Regions from separate parts of the Mus musculus genome. Here regions 1 and 2 are each linked to region 3. A link is a contact called in public HiChIP or PLAC-seq data. All regions are on one chromosome and are shown on one strand. Each heading gives the region's core, a stretch centred on a gene start, on an enhancer-like site or on the middle of the called end of the contact. The rest is flanking DNA. Distances are from core to core; before and after follow the strand shown.

Region 1 (3,109 bases), core at 255-2,754, 800 kb after region 3:
GTGAATGTGATGGCCCCTTCCCGGGAGCTCTCACTGAATCTAAGCAGGAACGTCCCTGGCTGCTGGTCCTTGAGCAGAGCGCGTTCTCGCTCCTTGCTGATGAAGCCCATAATGCACCTGGGTATTAAAGAGATGAATGGAGACGCTTTGTGTTTCCCTCGTGAATTTAATTTTCCATTTTGACTTACAGTCTAAGAAACCTGCTGCCGCCTGACAAGAGAACATACTATGAAAATGTATGCTTTCAAAATGCTTAACTGGCACTTAAAGGGAGCATCTCACTTATAGATACATGTGCTAAGTAGGAATCAGGATGAACACCGACTGGGGTGTGGCTTGGTAAACAGGCAATGCGTCGTCGTCTGCTGTTACTTGCTGACTTTAAACACCACGCATGACAGTGTCTGCCTATGCATCTTGTACTGGGGACGCAGCCTCAGGTAACAGCGCTTCAGACACCATCACTGCTGGTCAACTGACAGGAACCCCGGAGATATCAGTTGATCCCTGGACTGAATGAGCTAAACACTTTTCTCTTTCTCTCTTTCCTTCTGTCTCCTTCCTTCTTCCCTTCTCTTCCCTTCCCTCTCCTTCTCTCCTTCCTTCCTTCCTTTTAACAAAAAAGACTGAGTCTCACTGTCAGCCGTGGCTGCCTGGAGCTTGCTGTGCTACGAGCAGAGATCAGCCTGCCTCAGCCTCAGCCTCAGCTGAAGTTAAAGATCTGCACTGCCCCATCTGGTGGTTTCTGATTCTTTATTAGGGCAGTACAGTAAATACTGACAATGTTTGTGAGAATGAATAAATACATTAATGACACTAAGAGGTTTTTGTTTTTAATTTAGCTTTTAAATAGATAGATCTAAATATAGATATCCTAAGACATGCTTAATCTCCTGAGGGTGTCCTTTCAAGGAGCCTTATACCAGGTAAGTGTGCATCTCTGAGCAAAACCCCTGCCAAATCCTGAAGGCCGGCCGGCACTCTGTCCCAGCCTTCGGAGCGCTCAGGGACGCTTACCCATCATTCCAGAGGCACAGCAGGTGCTTCTTAATGAGCTCTAGGATGGTGTCAATCCAAGGCCAGAAGGAGAAATTTTTATCATTAATATTTTCCTGCAAGTATACAAATGCACAATTGGTTAACCAAAGCACTGCTTTGCCCTGCCCCTCCAAAGAGACCCCAGATCAAGCAAGAGGGGCAGTCGTTCCTGAGTGGAAATGCCTGGCTGGCTCCCCCTGCCTCTTTCTGACTTGCTAGAGCTTCTCCCTCCTTGGCTCCCTTTCCCAAGAGCAGCACCCGGCAAAGGTGACTTCCCAGATGACTGGAAAACAAGAGTGTGCTCACTGTAGCAGAAGCCAGCATGAGCAGCTCAGCTCCTGCTGGCGAACCGTGCAGGGTCTCACCACCCTGTGCAGGTGCCCTCGAGCTGGGGTAGCTCTGCACAACTGCTCCGTGCACGGTTCCCACGGCCTTAGCCAGAGCCCTGCTGATTAAGAGGCTGGGGCGAGGGATGTGGGAGAGTGTTATCACTCAGGCAGGTGCTTCCTGCCGGCTGGTCTCGGTCGGTCTCTGCTTGCAGACCAACCTCCTGCCCTGTAGGAAGGTAAACAACTTGTCCTAGTGGGTGTGAGGGGGACACATGAACATGCCAGAGTAAGCAAACAACCCAGGGAGGACCCACCTTACAAAACCTTGTCCATGGAATAAGACCATCAGGGCCAGCATTAGGGCCTAGAAACAAACACAAAAACGAACAAACAAACAAAAATCGCCTTTTTACCAAACAGAAATTGATCTGCTGCTCTAGTTGGACTGAGAGCTCTTGTATCTATTGCAAAGGGTGACTACAGCAGAGGTGATATTCTCTCGTATATTAACTTGAAATGGGCCTCTAGTTACACAGGCTGAAAGGACCAACAAGCAGTTTAAAACCTACGAATGGTGGCTTTGTTTCACCCCCTTTATTTATAGGCAGGGTCTCCCCGTGTAGCTCAGTCAGGCCTCAAACTCCTTGCTTCCCATCCTTGCCTCCGACTCCGCCAGCCTGAGATGACAGATGCGCACCACCATGCTGCTGTCTGTTGGTTTGATTCCAACAGCATGAAGGAATGCATGGAGGATTACTGAGATCGGATTATGAAAGCGCAGAGGAAGCTGACATCAAGCCAGCCATCTGGTGCCTCTTAGCTCCTTTCCCAGAGAGCAGGCAGAGCTCTATAAACCCCACCCCAGGACACGCCCTTCCAGGCTGATCTGACTTTGGCATGACCCCTGTCTCCCTGAAGGCTCTGTGGAGAAGCCACCCTTGTCTCTACCCAGCACCACTTCCCGCTGTTCCTCTGCCTACATGAAGTCCCTCCCCACCAAAAGCCCTGCAGAACAAATGTGCAGTTCCAAATAAGGCCGAGATCTCCGGTGGATTTTATAAGCTCACTGTACTTAGATATATCCCTCAGCCTTCTCACAAATTGGACAGTTGTTCAAACTGATACAAGCCATAAATATAATTAGCCATATGAATTAATGCAGCATGTGGTCTGAGCTGTGTTAAGTCCACTACTTTGTTTAAGGGAAACCACTGATACGCTACAACAAGCAGGGAAAAAAAAATCCTTGTATCTCACCAAATGTGGAATACAGAACAAGGTCTGAGACCCTTGTTAATGTGCACAAGTGAGTGAAGACCCTTCCAGGGACATTCAGTTAAGAAAGACCCACTTCGACTACCGTCTGCATCACCCTGCTACACAGACCGCAAACCTGGACAACGGTATTGATGGAATTTTAAAGACATGCTTCAGATATCCGGTTCATTGGCAGGTTGTCGGTGATAAGGGAGGCTTTGACTTTTCATTGTAGAAGATGAATAAGCCTTCTGACATTAGCCACTGAGAGAGAACTGTCTGCCACGGGCCAGATGCCTGATCAGACAAAACTGTGGCTCTGCCTCCTGCAACAAGGGCCCAGCCAGCACAAGATCCTGGGGTTTTTAAGCCCAGAACTTTATTATGTAAGGGACTTTCCTCTTTTACTTCTAAGGACGTTAAGAGCTCATCTTTCTCATCAATATCTTATTTCAGGCTCATAATTTAAGAATTTCTCTTTAAGA
Region 2 (3,151 bases), core at 8-2,507, 520 kb after region 3:
ATGCTAATTCCACTCTCCTGGGAGGGGCTTCGGATAAGGAGTGAGTCACATGTATTCAGAAGACTTCTTGTGAACCAATCCCCTAACGAGTGAAGGAGCCAATCACTGGGTGAATAGGAGGGACCTCCGGGTTGGACGGAGGAAGAGAGGAAGGAGAGAGGTCCTTTTTGACAGGGATAGCGTGAGGACAAGATGTAATTATGAGTGTCTCCCAGTTTCAGTGGTCGATCCGTCAGGATTCGCCACTGGAGGATTTTGATTTAATAAGGCTTACTTATTGATTAGGATTTGAGTTTTGTACCCAGCAAAACGATTTACCATGGTTTCTGAGCTAAGTCTGTGTGGCATTTTCCTTCACGTGGCTGTTCGACTGAGTTCAAGAGAGAAAGGTATGGTGGCAGAGTGTGGGTTTACCAGGTGTGCACCACAAAGGCTGGGGAGGGGTGGGGGGCATTGCCGGCCAGTGCATGGCCAGCAGGCTGCCGAAGCAGAGAGTTACCGGCACAAGCGCTGGAACGAGCCATTTCATTTTTAATATTTTCTGCAACAGGTGAGTGCTACAGCATTGCTCTGGCTAGCTCACCCAGAGCCACAGCCTACAAGAAGGGTCAGCTCTCCTGCTTTCATACCTTTGGGCCCGCTCACCCATATCTTCTCCACTAGGACTAGCCCTAGTGTGCTGCCCAAGTGAAGTGCAGGGCTCATTCTCCTGAGTGTTGCAGCCAGGAAAAGGCAGGACCAACTCACCTGCCTGCCACAGGCCCTGAGGGGTGAGGTGAGGGAAAGAGAGCATCTCTCGCTTACTTACACCACTCCACAGGAGATGAGGGTGGGGCCAGCTTTCCAACACTCATGCCCTCAGGTTGGACCATGTGCACTGCTGCCACCAGGGACAGCTCAATTCTTCTGACCAGTCAAGCTTTCTCTAAGGGACAGTTAGTGAGGGGTCCTGCTTGCCTATTTTTACGTTTTGCTGGAGTCCTCAGCAAAAAAGAACTCAAGATGAAGCTTGGCAAGCAAATCTGATAGACCTATATCAATTATAGTTTGGAATGCTTATCTCAATGTGAGGCAGAAAGAATTCTACATAACACAAATAGAACATGTATATAATTGAATAATCTAAACCTTTTTAAAAATTCTATTAATTTAATTATGTTAGCATTTCAAATATGATCTTTTTCATTATAATACAACAGCCACACTGAATGTTCTTAAAACAGGAAGTAGAGAAACCAACCATGATTTTTTCAGTTTCAAAGCGACCACCTGCAAGCTCACGTGATTTTTACTCTCCTCATCATGAGTCTCTCTCTCTCTCTCTCCCTCTCTCTCACACACACACACACACACATGATTTTATTTTATGTGTATTTCATTTGCCCATATGCATGTATGTATGTGTACCAGGTGCACACATGATGTCCTCAAAGGCCAGAAGAAGTCAGATCCCTATAACTGGACTTACAGATGGCTATGAGCTATTGTGTGGGTGTTGGGAAGTGAACTCCAATGCGCTACAAAAGCATCGAGTGTTCTTAATCACTAAGCCATGTATGTATGTGGCTAGAATGGAAAAAGAATTAAAAAGACTGATAAAGGTTTGTTATACCCCTTTAGTTGATAGGGTTTTTTTTTAAACCCCCCTGAAGTTGAAGCAGCAGAGGCTGGGACCACAGTGGTGGGTGGTGAAGGAAGGGAGTTTGCAGAGCAGACACTCATCACAGTGGCTGTGGGAAGTGACCAAAAAGCTGAACTTCACTTTCAGGCAGTGTCTCCAGTCAGCAAACCTTCTGCAAAAGACAGATAAGAGATGAGTCGCAGTGAGAGAATTTGGGGAATTCTCCAACAGCATCTTATACTGGTTGTCCACTGATCTCCATCTTGGACTAAATAAAAAAGCTTTAAGCTTAGAGGGAAAACTTCCTCTGATGTTTCCTCTACCAAGTCTGAAACTGAATGGAGAGAAAGTGGACAGGAGGAAGGAGGTGGGGGTGGGATACAGGGAAGGGCAAACGAAATATGAAAAGAACAGAAAGCACCATGGGCAGGCAGGAGTTTTCCCAGGGTTTGTATGTTTGTAAAATGCCGCTTACAGTCTGGATGAACAAGAGAATCAAGTGAAGATGAGGACATTTAACTTGGAGAAAAGAAACCTTAAGAACCAGGGTCTTCAAAAGTCAGAATGGAAGGCCATAAAGCGCTCATCTCCTAGTAAAATCAGACACATATCCAATTTTAGAGCAAACAATTGTCGTCTGGTCCGATTCTCCCTTGGGGTAGCCGGGGACCATTGCACACAAGACTGGACTAGAGGGTAAGGAGCTTAGCCCAGTGTGGAAGAGTGCAGTCAGGATCGTGGTTGGCTGCGAGTGCTTGAGCAAAGAACGCATACCTGGGAACAGCTTCAGAGAATGAGTTTGGTTCATTGAGAGAGCAAAGGCCATTTAAATCTTTTAGAGGGTGAGTAGGGGCTATAGGAGAGAGTGTATATCATTGGCTCTGGCCAGGGTGCTGGGCATGCCTCATTTGCATAGGGAGGGATTCCAGGTGCTGCTAGACATGACCTTATAAGGAGAAAGGAAGTTTAACCTGGCTATTGGCTAGGTGACCGCCTCTGATGAGGCAAAGATTACAAGCAACTGTGTTGCTTGTAATGGAGGATGCAGGCCCAGGGCAGGGGGGAAGCTATCTTACTCCTGCTGACCTTAGGATGAAATTTTGGGATTTACATACACCTCACCCCCAACTTTTGCTCCATTATAACCTTAGTGGGAACTTTCACCACAACATTGTTATGCACTGTACAGCTGTATTAAATGACATGGACTAGCATCTCCTTAAAGGTTGTTTTATTAAAGATTTATTTATTGATTGTATTATATGAGTACACTGTAGCTGTAGAGATGGTTGTGAGCCTTCATGTGGTTGTTGGGAATTAAATATTTTAGGACCTCTGCTCACTTTGGTTGGCCCCGCTTGCTCCGACCCAAAGATTTATTTATTATTATAAATAAGTACAATGTAGCTGTCTTCAGACACACCAGAAGAGGGCGTCAGATCCCATGTGGTTGACTGCTCTTCTGAAAAACCTGAGTTCAAATCCTTAAGAGTTGTTAAAGATTGGCTGCTCTGGTCTCCCTAAGCAGAC
Region 3 (3,276 bases), core at 765-3,264:
CTGAGCACCCATGTAAAACCCCAGGTGTCACAGTGTGCCTGTACCTCAGTGCTGGGAAGAGGAAGTCAGAAGCCCAGGGGCTTGCTGGCAAGTCAGTCTAGCCACATTCACCAGCCCCAGGTTCAGTGAAAGACCCTTTGTCACAATAGGAGGAGAGTAATAGAATAAAACATCTGACATGGACTTTTGGCCTCCACCTGCAGTCACGGGCACACACCCACACACACAGGCATGTACACACACATACTCTCCAACACACACTCACATAAAGAAAGTAATATGCTTGTGTCTGGAGTTCCATTATGACGGAAGCCAGAGACTAACATTTTCTTCTCTGCCCTGCTAACTAGGATGGATAGCTACAAATTTCTTCTCTCCCAGAGCCCATCAAGGCCTAACACTTGTCACTCAGGATTGGGCTAGAGATCACTTAAAATAATAGCAACATCGGTTGACTGAACTGAGAAAGATAAAAGCAAGCAAATAACATTGCATTTAATCATAATTATTTAGCACAGTGTGCTTGAAATGTATGTGAATGCATGCTCCATTTAGATATAATCAACTTTGTACACTGCAATAGTTGCTTATCAAACAAATCAATTTAATATTCATATTCTGTTTGTCTGGTGCCATTAATCACACTAAATGAAAAAATTGATATGTTTGAGGCACAATATTTTCAGGTCAAAGTTACCTTAGCTGATTTGCACAGAACTAAACTAAAATGCTGGATTCACTTAAAGCTGAGCTAGGTCTGGAGGGACTTCTTAGATCCTTTGCTCTCTGAGTTAATTTTTTACTGAAATGGACCTCCAAAAGGCCCTGTTTATGTTAGCCTATAGGCTTCAGGCTTTTCTTTAGGAGTGGGGAGAGAGGAAAGTGCTGAAGTGTGTGTGTGTGTGTGTGTGTGTGTGTGTGTGCCCTTGGGTAGCATCTTCAACTGCTCTGGACCTAATTTACTTGAGTCAGGGTCCTTCATGAAACCTGAAGGTTGCCCCTTTGGCTGTGGGTTCTCAGGAATCCACTCATCTCTGCATCCCCGCCCCCCCCTCCCCCCAATCCTAAGGCTGGGCTCAGCCTAAGCATCTGCATCTGTAAAGCAAGGAACTGAGAGAGTTCTGCTGAGGTCCCTTGGGGCATGAATTTTGCATTGACAATCCATTGTAGGACAGGATGGAATAATGGTTCTTTTGTCATTCTCTTGGGGCGGTTACTGACGATGGGAATCACACAGACAGATGCAGGCATCTCATGGAATGAGGTCTAACTGAATAATGGCTATGTTTTGAGGCGCTTGTTTCCTTAAAGGGTAAGAATATGATCTTTCTTGATGTTTTGTTTTGAGAAACAAGCGTTTCGATATTTGGGTACTCGGGGATAGAAAAGTGCAATACTGGACGCATTTTTAAATTTAGAAGTGCTTGGTGCACTTCCGAGTGCACTGGGGCAAAGTACTTAGGTCTGGTGGTGTCTTAGGGTAGAGCTGCGAGGCGTGGCGTTGGGATCAAAACAGGTTTGACTGCTAAACTGGCACTGGAGCAGCGCAGCCTTCAGGGGAGGGCCCCGGGGCAGGTGACAGGAGATCACCTGCGGGGCTGGCGCCACGCTGCAGCACCGGACGAGCCGCGCCTGCTCCCACGTGGACAGAGATCAGGTGATGTCTCAGTCCAGGTGGCTCTGGGGATGTGGGGCAGGAGAGGGAGATACAAGCTCACTTAGCTTTCATACTTGGTGGTCTGGATCTTGCTGGGGAGGTGGAGCCGTGTGTGAATAGGTTGCCGGGTGGGAGTGCGAGCTGTGGCCCAGCACTTCGGATCCCTTTGGTTGTGCTTGGAACCCAATGCTGTTGGGCAGGGGTAGCCCCTGGCGGTGCCAACACTGAGGGTTGTGCTCCGTAGCCGCGGGTCCCTTGGCTCCACTTTCAGGGAGCGAGCCGCGAACTCGTGAGCAGTTCTGGGAGGAGGGGGGTGGATTAGGAGGGGTGCAGGGGGAGGAGCCGGGACCACTGCCGAAGGACGTCCGCCCTACTCCAGGGGAGACGTTGTCTCTGCTGCCCGGCCATGCCGCACCTTTTCAGGCTTCGGCTCCCTTCCTGAGGCCCCGCCCTGGGGGGCAGCACCCACCCTGGGAGCCCGGGCTGCGGCCAGGGGCATGAGAACAGCCAAGCGCCCGCGCCTCCTCGGCCGAGGCCGCGCAGACTTGCGATGGCGGTGCAGCTGGCCCGCTGCAGTGTAGGGTAAGTGAACATCTGGAAGGTGGGTGTCCTGCTCCGATGCTGTGACCTTTTGACTTTCCAACCCAGGAAAGCCGGAGTTGCAGTAGTTAATTTTATCTAACATTTCACAGCCAGCTGTCCTGGACACAACCTCACATCCTAGGTTCCTTAATTGAGCCTTTAGCTCCATCTTCTGATCTTGTTCCGAGCCCACAAACTAAAGTATTTCATTGCTCATTGCAAGATGCAGGTTCATCCTCCTCCCCACCTGAAGAATGAATGGAGGTTTTCCGGTAAGGACACTACATGCACAAGTCAAGCTGTCAGGCTTGTGCTGAGTGGCACATGATTAGCAGAGTGTCTGTACTCTTGGAAGCTGTGGGAGGCTGAATCCTGAGGGGAAATGATGCAAATGAAAGAGAAATGAAAGAATAGACAGTGGGAGCCCAGCTACCAGAGAAAGCTCCAGACGCAGTCCAGTCGTTTCTCTTCTATTGCTGTTTTGACCCCTCCCCCATCTTTTACTGAAGGTAACAAAACAACATAAACTAGTGGGTAAACTGTCCACCTCTTTTTAAAGATCCGTCACTGCCCGTATATATGAGATGGAGATTTTTGGCAAAATTTCAGGGGGATAATATAGCTAAGCACGAGTCAAGAAAATCCGTTTTTCCTTTGAAAGGGGTTTTATTTCCTGACACAGCTATCTTGTATGTATGGATGGGAAATGGTATTAAGTATAGCAGAAAGGTTCTGGGAAAAATAGTAACTTCATATTTACTCTTTTCTTTCTTTTTTTCTTTTTGCTGTGTAAGAAAAATAACTGTAGGTACATTATGAGATAATAAGGGTACTTTAAACTGTGGTCTGCCCTCAGGCAATTTCAGTATGCTGTCCACACAGCACTGCTGCCAGAAGCCAGGTTCTGATTGGCCACTTCAGTGTGAGGAACTCAGTGTTTGGAGTTATATCCTGCTCCTGTCAGAAAAGCCGTGTTTACACTGAGCTGACTTCTGCTTGTGTCTCCTCAGTCCTGCCCCAGCCAACAACCTTTCAAC

Evidence for each region. HiChIP or PLAC-seq counts read pairs in DNA pulled down with a chosen protein or histone mark.
Region 1: an H3K27ac HiChIP or PLAC-seq map of T-cell acute lymphoblastic leukemia shows a contact between it and region 3, with 3 times the contacts expected there. The contact joins the enhancer-like site here to the promoter of 1700019D03Rik in region 3. A contact is called at or near these places in 1 of 39 promoter capture datasets (cranial neural crest), 2 of 15 datasets of contacts at CTCF or cohesin (large pre-B cells and pro-B cells), 2 of 484 Hi-C or Micro-C datasets (the N1E-115 cell line and cerebral cortex), 5 of 115 datasets of contacts at active chromatin or transcription factors (T-cell acute lymphoblastic leukemia, embryonic stem cells and large pre-B cells) and 1 of 9 other capture datasets (embryonic stem cells).
Region 2: an H3K27ac HiChIP or PLAC-seq map of large pre-B cells shows a contact between it and region 3, with 2.6 times the contacts expected there. The contact joins the enhancer-like site here to the promoter of 1700019D03Rik in region 3. A contact is called at or near these places in 3 of 39 promoter capture datasets (the HPC-7 cell line, cranial neural crest and frontonasal cranial neural crest), 4 of 115 datasets of contacts at active chromatin or transcription factors (embryonic stem cells, large pre-B cells and stem cell-derived neural progenitor cells) and 1 of 9 other capture datasets (embryonic stem cells).

Annotation. Positions count from the first base shown.
Region 1 is chr1:52,149,241-52,152,349 of GRCm38.p6, reverse strand. Stat1 (signal transducer and activator of transcription 1) reads right to left here. Exons shown (of 25, transcript NM_009283.4): 19 at 1,682-1,731; 20 at 1,018-1,112; 21 at 1-117. Among named protein-coding and RNA genes, the nearest start is that of Stat1, 31 kb to the right of the region's middle. Within about 2 kb of position 1,504, at least 100 of the 459 cell types and tissues checked have an H3K27ac peak or open chromatin away from gene starts, as enhancers often do. A contact at or near this core is called in T-cell acute lymphoblastic leukemia and cerebral cortex, where this site is marked.
Region 2 is chr1:52,428,942-52,432,092 of GRCm38.p6, reverse strand. No RefSeq gene overlaps it. Among named protein-coding and RNA genes, the nearest start is that of Gm23460, 14 kb to the left of the region's middle. Within about 2 kb of position 1,257, at least 44 of the 459 cell types and tissues checked have an H3K27ac peak or open chromatin away from gene starts, as enhancers often do.
Region 3 is chr1:52,951,578-52,954,853 of GRCm38.p6, reverse strand. It overlaps 1700019D03Rik (RIKEN cDNA 1700019D03 gene), which reads left to right and starts at 2,014. Exons shown (of 2, transcript NM_144953.3): 1 at 2,014-2,239.